3 separate regions of the Mus musculus genome follow, and regions 2 and 3 are each linked to region 1. The links are chromatin contacts, called in public promoter capture Hi-C maps. All regions are on one chromosome and are shown on one strand. Each heading gives the region's core, a stretch centred on a gene start, on an enhancer-like site or on the middle of the called end of the contact. The rest is flanking DNA. Distances are from core to core; before and after follow the strand shown.

Region 1 (2,772 bases), core at 94-2,593:
ATGGAAGGGGCTGCTACTACAGGAGCCATTTTGTGGTGGAAAATTTCTTTTCAGAACCACCATGACTCAGCTCCCCATCCCACGGCTCTGCACTACGCCATAACTACCTCTGGGGTTGGGAGGTCAAGCGGACCTCTGTAAGTCCGCTTTGATTTTCAGAGAATAATCTAGAATACGCATTATGCCCGAGGACAATAAGGCTCAAGGGCTTTTAAGGCTAATAAGGTGAGACAGATTGTGAGGTAGAACTCTCTCGAGAGCACGGAAGCCTTGCATCACCTGGCCTACAGGATAAAGGACACTCCACCCAGCCGAGAGGAATGAGGTTAGTCACAAGCTAGGAAGAAGGAAGGCCTAAGCAAGATTTCATAACGGCGGTTCATTCATTTCCTTCCCGTTTGCAACATGGCGGCGGCCAGTTACCCTAAAGGAAGCCCAAGCCTGGGAGATGATGCGCAAAGGTATGCACCTCACAACGCCATGCCACCGACCCCGAGGAAGGGGGAGATGGGGGAGGGGCTTCCCTCCTGGCACGTGACTCCTCAGGGCGCGAAAGTAAAGAAAGAAGCCCCGGACTGGGGATTACGGGATGGGTCTGAACGGGCGCGTGGGGTTGTTCCTAATACTTAAGACTCCGGGCCGCTCATCCCCGCAAAGGCGGAGTTACCAGAGGTGCAGCAGCTGGGGGCCGCAAGTGCGAGCCATCGCCAGGTCCGAGCGCTGACCTTGAGGTCTCCTTGGGCGCTTCGGCCACCTCATCCACCTCCCCACAGTACTGCAGAGCCCCCGGGTCAGCAAGACCTGCGTAGGCAACGGAGCAGGGCCCCGCCCTGGAACTCACCCGTTCACACCGACCTTCACCATTTTGTCTACGGGACGAGGCTGCAGGAGAAGAAAATGAGATTAGCGTGGCCCGAAGGACACCAGGCAGTCCCCTCCCCCACCCCGCCTCCATTCCCGCCGTGCGCCCCATCACGTCCTCCATCATCCCCCCCCTGCAATGCGGAGCCTGGGTCCGGCTTGCACACTTCGCACCAGCATCCCTAGACCCGTACAGTGCCCACTCCCCTTCCCAGTTTCCGACTGTCCCCGGCCTCCTGCGGCCCACTCCGCGATTTTCACCTGGCACTGCACAAGAAGATGCGGCCGTCTCTGGAACAGGGAGGAGCAGAGAGCACCAGGGAGGGCTGCAGTCCGTATTTATAGGAACCCGGATGGTGGGGGGGAGCTGATGACGCGCGCCCCGCCTCCCGCCCTGCTTATCCAGTCCTAGCTCAAGGGCGCAGAGGCCTGAGCTACGTGCACCCGTAAAGCCGCGAGTAGCTGGGCCTCTCTCATTTCCCCTCCTCCCTCTCTTTGGACCCGCCTCATTTTTGAAATGTGCACGCACCAAGCGTGTGGGCTCCGAACTGATAGGGGGAGGGGAGCTGAGATTGCCCCGCTCAGGAGGTGACCGGGTGATGGTTCCCAGGATAGGACTCAGGGAATACAGACTATGAACTTAAGGACGAGGAGTCCTTGGAGTGTGCACCAAGGACATCCAGGACCCAGAGACCTGAATGCTGCTTCCCGAGTAAAATGGGAGAACAGGGGAAATGGAGAAGTGTGGGTCTCCCTGCCACTGCATCATCGAACCTCTCCCCATTATTGAAAAGGCTGCGGAAAAGTTGAGGATCTTCTCCTCGTTGTTCTTCGGTAGTGACACAGCAACCCCCCCCCCCGAAAAAAAAAAGAGTGGAAGAAAATGCCAGGGTGGGGGCACTTTTCCTCCCGCGGGAGCCCTCAGGAGCCCCATTTCCCTATCTGCCCCCCCCCCCCTCCTGGCTTCTGTCTTTGGCCAGAGGCCTGGCTTGTGTACCGCGCTGTGAGGGCAAGGGGGTGGCCAGGAAGACGCTTGAAAAGGAGATTGCTACGCCATAGGTCAGGATGCCCTGCAGCCTGGAAACCTGATAATTGAGACTTACAAACACTCTCCTGAGTTTACCTGATGAACCTAAGCTGGGACCCCGGGGTAAGGGCAGCATCCCTCTTAAGGGTTGAATTGGAGGAGGCTCAGAGGCCTCCTATAGTATCCCTCCTCGGAACCTGAGAGCTGCCCCGCCCAGGCTAGGAGACACTGCCCCTTTCACCCACTGTAGCCCCAGGGTGGAGAGTTGGGACGTGAGGGCGGAAGTCCCTCCCCATCCAGGGACGTGCTGACTGGCCCTGGAGCCAGGGACTCTCCTTTTTTGGCTGCCCTCGTGGACACAGGGTGAGATCAGTGAGGGGAGAACACAGGAGAGGAAATATTATACCCCTGAGCCAGGACAGGGAAGCCCCTAGCCTCTTGCCACAAGTGGAAGGGAGAAAAGGCATTCTTTGGTTTTATTTTGTCTTTTCGAGACCGGGATTCTTCACTCCGAAGGGTAGGGAGGCTGGGAAGGGTGGAAGGGCTTGGGAGCACTGTAGCAGGTGCAGGGCAGGGGGACTCTGGCGCCTCTTTGCTAGGCCAGTGCAACATGAAACCAGCCCCCTGCTCATCTAGCTCAAGAGCCTATTGCTAAGTTTAGCTGGCCTGGTGATAACCTTTGCTTAAAAGGCAGGGAGCACGCTGGGCTGCACCCCAAATCTAGTCTTGGCTCCTTGCCCTTCCAGATTGCCCTACCTCCTTGGGGCCCCAGAGCCAAGGCTGTGTTAGACTGACAGCTGTGTGGCCCGTGCCCAGGCTTCCCATGAGCGGGGAGCAGGCCAGATGAACAGGGTGGGAAGGGTGGGAGTGGCCCCAGCGCAGTG
Region 2 (2,700 bases), core at 156-2,655, 3.3 Mb after region 1:
ACCTGTCTGGCAAGCCAAGGAGTCCTTTATCTCTCCTGCGTGTATAGGCAGGCGTCTATTTCTGCTTAACATTCTTATATATGGTGACCCCATAGGAGAGCCAATAGGTAGATATGGAACCCATCCTCTAAGGCTTCCTTGATAAGAATGTACAGGGCCCCGCGAAGGAATGGAGGATAAAAGAGGAACAGACCCCGTCTGGGAATCAGAACCTAGCGCAAAGGAGAAAGGGCCACATGTTCACGGGGAGCAGCAAGAGTTGAGGTAAAAAGCCAGGAGCATTTCTGGACCAACGAGGCTCCCTAAGGTCTCTGGTTTGCACAAGCCACACACACTAGAAACTGAGCAATGGGACTCACGGAGGAGAAACAATGGATGCAGGGAGACATGCAATGCAGGTTAGGATTTCACCGTCCTGGACTGCTGGCAGAACCTGCTCTGAAACGGCGTCCATTGTCCCGACCCGGGTCAGGGCGCCCTCCCCCTCGCTCCTCGGGCTATTTGCAGTCAGGCGATTAGTGAGCCGCTGGCTCTAAGGCAATGCACCTCCCCCCATGGCCAGCACCCAGTACCCCCCAACTCAGAAAGACTCAGGAGGGGCAGGCGAGGAACTACAGGTCCCGGCATGCATCGCTCTCGCTCTCCCCGGGCCGAGAAAGGGGGCACAGCATGGCCGAGCCCGTGACCTCGCTGGATCTCGGCGATTGCAAAAGGGGCGCAGAAAGGCACAAAGGGCTTTGGGCCAGGAACCTGCTCCCGGGAGCCGTTTCAGGTCCTAGCTAATGTTTAACTTTCAAGTGGGCGAGCCCTGGCGCACCTTCGTCCAGGTGGACGGCGCACGCTGCGGCCGAGGGGTTCCCGGGAGGCGAGGCCTGAGTCCCTCGGCGCGCCCGAGCCTCGTGCACCCCGCCCGGGCCCCCTGGCAGCGGCTCTCGCGCTCCGCTCCGCCCCTCTCAGCCGCACAGTGCAGCCGGATCGAGTTGGCGTTGCAGTGGGGGCTTCTTCCCGGACCCGGGCCGCACCCTCCGGAGCGTGCAGCCGCCGTGCCGTTTTCAGGGCTGCAGCCTGCGCAGGGAAGACGAATCCCCCCCATCCTCCGGCCGCGGTACCCCCAAGGCCCATGAGCCTGCAGCCGAGGACTCCGCGGCCCCTCACCTTGAGCACGCCCTCGTCCTGTTTGGGGCTGATGTCCACTCCTTCGAGAGGCAGGGGCGCCGACTGCGCCCCGTTCTCCGCCGCCTTCATCTCCTCGGCGGTCATGGCCGCTGGGCGCACCGTTGGCTGCGAGAGTGTGGCAAGCGCGAGCACGGCACTCTGGCCGCCGACCGGAGTGAGCGACGGGGCGGCGTGCGGCGGAAGGCGGCGCTGCCCACCTCGAACCGCGCTCCAGGCTCGCGCACCCGGCTATCCGCGCGCTCGCCGGCGGCGGCCGAGTGGGGTGACGCCGAGGGGCGGGCCTGGCGCGGCCCGGCCTGCAATTGGTCCCCTCCGCCTCGGGGGCGGGGCAGGGAGGAGCGGCACGAGCGGGCTGCAAAGGGGCGGGAGCGGAGAACTTTCTAGAGAAGCGGTTAAACGGGTTGAGGCTCTTGGACTGAGGGTACTGGAGTGGTTTGGTTTTTTTGTTTGTTTGTGTCGTTTTTGTTAAGATTTGCTTTTCTGGTTGATGGCCCCTAGGAGTGCCCTCCTCCTACACCAGGACCTCTGGGATCACAATCTTCCCTATGTCGTTCCGCCCCACCCCCACCCTTACCCCACCCCTCTGCCCGCGTCTAAGCGATTTTTCCAGATCCTTCTCTATCCTCAGGACTCCAAGTGGCGAGCCTCCCAAGTCCGGGCCTGCCTCGTGGCCGGCCCTGCTCACCCAGGCCCACAGCGGAATAGCTGGAGACAGGCAGTCAGATGTGAAGTGGCAAAGATCGGCCTCCCGTGATTGTGCCACAGATGCCCATGGTTCCAGGCGTGGGCACCTGAGCAGTGTGGGAAAGAGAGGTCGAGGGATTGAAAGTGTGGGCCCCGTAGGGACAGTTTCAGCCCAGGTGCACAGATCGGACACAACTTTGCCCTCCCTGCAGCCTGGCAGGCCCACCGCAAAAATGCCATGAGCAGATTTATAAGAGCCATAGACTTGTAAGTGGAGGTACGTGTGTTAAAATTCCTTTTCTCCCACCATACTAATCAGCCTTTTTTGGTTAGTACTGGCACACAAAATGGTTTCAGCTCACGCGAAAAAAAAATTTTTTCCCCCTTCCCCCTCTTTACTAAAGGTGAATAGGAAGGAAGGTTTTCTCAACCTGCTCGCTGCTCCTATGAGATGCCTGTGGAGTTCTGAGTCTGTGTGGCTAAAACCATGAAGTTCTGATTACCGGAACAGTGCTGGCTTGATGGAAGATCTGTCTGGAGAGGTCCTGACTCTGCCCAGCAGTTTAGTACCCAGTTATACAGCCTGGTGAGTGCTATCAGACCTGCCTATTGTATTATTGGCTTTGCGAGTTTTCATTCCAGTGTAATGAACTTTTTGTCTCTGTGTGCCCAGCATGGTGCTGTTCGTGGTCCAACGCAAGTGATGGCGTTTAAGTAGGCAATAAGCTAGTTATTATATGGTGCCTGCGAGATGGCTCAGTGGATGTTGGTGCTTTTGAAAGTCTTTAGACCTGGGTTTTATCCCTAACACCCACAGTATTGAGAAAACCCCTTCAAAGT
Region 3 (2,700 bases), core at 9-2,508, 4.8 Mb before region 1:
ACAGCTCAGGACACATTTACCTAATATGTTCAAGGACTTGGGTTCAATTTCTAGTACAGAAAGTAATTGAACAAACTAGCCTGAGTCCATTTCCTTGCATTCCTGATCCTGACTAGCAGAATAGAACCTTTATTTATGAGTCAGCGTTTTACCTGATAGCCACCCCCCCACTCCAACCCCCCCAGCCTTTGATTACTTAATGTGTGAATTTGTAGATGAATGTATGTGGACCTGGCGTGAAGGTGAGGTCAGCTTTCAGTTCTCTCCTTTAACCATGGGGTTCCAGGAATCAAACTTAGGATTTCAAGCTTGGTGGCAAGTGCCCTTCACAGCTGAGCCACTGTTCTGGCCCTTACCCCGTATTCTTGACCATTCTGGAACTCGATAAGTGTACCATGTGGCCTTATGGTGCTCTTTCTACATCTCCTTCCCCAGAATTGAGTTTATAGTCCTGAGCCACCACACAGGGATTTTCCTTACTTACAAGGTCTCCCGTAGCCTAATCAGGCCTCAAATTCATATGCAGCTCGAACTGCCCCTAAAGCATCTACCTTCATCACCATAAAGGTATATGGATGTGGAGGGCACAGGATAACTTTGGAGCCGGTTCTTGCCTTCAACCTTGTAGAGTCAGGCTTAGACGCATAAAGGAACTGTAGGACCGTATACCAGAAACGTGGCTTTTTTTTTTTTTAAACCAGCCATTGCTGATCGGAACTCTATGCGTGTGCAACTATGCCCGGCCTTCCAAGTAGAGGTTTCTGACAAGGTGACCAGTTTCATACCAAACTGAAATGGGTTGGTTACAAAGCAAGCGTTTTCAGGCCCTGCTTACTACTCAAATACGGTTTCGGGATGGCTGCCAACAGCTAGACTAGCAAGGCCAGGCCCTCTATGGGTAGGTTCCCAGTGTCGTGAGAAAAAGCAAGTCGCAGCTGGTGGTGAAGGCCGGCCCATGTAATGACGGAATTGGGCTGAAACCTATTGGTCACGGAGAAGCGAGAAACCCGTACGAAGGCGACCGAGCGAAACGAGTTGTACAAGACTAGCATTCGAAAGAAGGAAACGGAGACGCGGAAACTCGGCCAAGAGTTCGTCACTTGTCCAAACCTAGACAACGATGTTAAAAACAGGTCTCGGAGAACGAACAAACCCGGCCGACTAGCCACGGAGGGGCCCACCTTGCGTTCGTGTCCCCACCCCCGACACAAAGAGGAACCGGAAGCCCCTTACCGGAAGCAGTACCTCTGCTCTCCGAGGCATTACACATTCCTCCGCGCGCCGGAAGCGCGCGTTCCACCTTGCGGGGTAGCTTTTCCCTCGCCTCTCCTCGAGAGAGGTCGCGGCGCCTTGAGGGGCCGCGCACCCGGGGTGGACGGAGGGCGCAGAACTTTGACAGGCAAGCTGTGAGAAAACAAAAAACCAAAATAAAACAAAAAAGCTCCGCCGGCCGTCATGGAAGGGAGCGAGGAGAGAAGACCCGACTAGACGTGGCGGCGGTGGGATTTTGTTTCCTGCGGTGGCGGACTGATTTAGCAGCACGTTAACTTCCGGGAGCGTCCTGCCCCTGAGAGGAAAAGCCCTGAAGGAAACAATAACAAACGAGCGGAGGGAGAGCGGCTGGCGCTCCTGTGAGGACTCGTTCTCGTCCTAAGAAGATGCGCTGCGGCCCCAGTGCGGGGACGTGAGAGGGCTTTGGTGGCCGTCAGCCAAGCCTTTCCTCGCTTGTGCACCTCAGGCCCCCCTGGCTTTTTATTTTATTTTTTGGTGACCATGGCGTCCGTGGGCCCGGGGGGCTACGCGGCGGAGTTCGTGCCACCGCCCGAGTGCCCGGTCTTTGAGCCCAGTTGGGAGGAGTTCACAGACCCGCTGAGTTTTATCGGGCGCATCCGGCCCTTTGCGGAGAAAACGGGCATCTGCAAAATCCGGCCACCCAAGGTAGCGTCGCCTGAGGGCGGGGACGGGGGGCGTGCTGGGGCGGCGGGACGGTCCTCCTCCTCCCCGTGGCTTTCCTCTTTGGGGGTCTTCCGTGCTCTCCGGGGGCCCCTCCCTCCTCTCTTGGTGTCCCGAGGCCACTTTTGAGGATGTTTTTTGCCCTGGTTTCTGAACGCAGTTTCACGTCCACTTTGACATTTTATTTGATCGCGTGTGAGTGTGTGTGTGTGTGTGTGTGTGTGTGTGTGAGAGAGAGAGAGAGAGAGAGAGAGAGAGAGAGACAGACAGACAGAGAGACAGACAGACAGAGAGAGGGAGAGAGGGGAGGAGAGCGAGAGAGCGCTCGCGGAGGGGTCAGAGGACATTTTGTAGGAGTCGATTCTCTTCCTGCGTTGTGGGGGTTGTGGGTCTCCGGGCTCGAACTCAAGATTGTCAGGCTTTGGCCTGACGACTGGGCCATCGCATCGCTTCTCAGGTCCCCCTTCAAAAGACAGAAAGAGGTGTCTCTGGGACCTTTTCCTTCCCAGAACTTATTGGGCACGGATATTGTAGTGTGGATTGGAGGTAAGGATAACAAAAGGCTTCAGGCCCTTCCTAGGGAAAGGCGTTTGAAGTGTCCTGTCATCAGCTCACGCACCATCTTTCTGTTTGCGTGTTAAAAAAAACCCCACTAATGTCGACCGTTTTTGTGTCCAAGCCTACTGATGTTCAGTTTATCAAACCTTTGCAGGCCACTACTCGGGTTTCTTAAATTTAGTAATCCGA

The links. Promoter capture Hi-C pulls out the DNA fragments that hold promoters and counts their contacts.
Region 2: a contact with region 1 is called in a promoter capture Hi-C map of cranial neural crest. The contact joins the promoter of Fkbp4 here to the promoter of Gapdh in region 1.
Region 3: a contact with region 1 is called in a promoter capture Hi-C map of cranial neural crest. The contact joins the promoter of Kdm5a here to the promoter of Gapdh in region 1. A contact is called at or near these places in 2 of 39 promoter capture datasets (cranial neural crest and pre-B cells).

Annotation. Positions count from the first base shown.
Region 1 is chr6:125,164,430-125,167,201 of GRCm38.p6, forward strand. Gapdh (glyceraldehyde-3-phosphate dehydrogenase) reads right to left here and starts at 1,344. Exons shown (of 7, transcript NM_008084.3): 1 at 1,123-1,344; 2 at 842-882. The coding sequence starts at 864.
Region 2 is chr6:128,437,251-128,439,950 of GRCm38.p6, forward strand. Fkbp4 (FK506 binding protein 4) reads right to left here and starts at 1,406. Exons shown (of 10, transcript NM_010219.4): 1 at 1,156-1,406. The coding sequence starts at 1,260. It overlaps Gm10069 (predicted gene 10069), which reads left to right and starts at 1,507. Exons shown (of 5, transcript NR_028593.1): 1 at 1,507-2,137; 2 at 2,265-2,446.
Region 3 is chr6:120,362,841-120,365,540 of GRCm38.p6, forward strand. Kdm5a (lysine (K)-specific demethylase 5A) reads left to right here and starts at 1,259. Exons shown (of 28, transcript NM_145997.2): 1 at 1,259-1,938. The coding sequence starts at 1,774. It also overlaps a transcript of Ccdc77 not described here.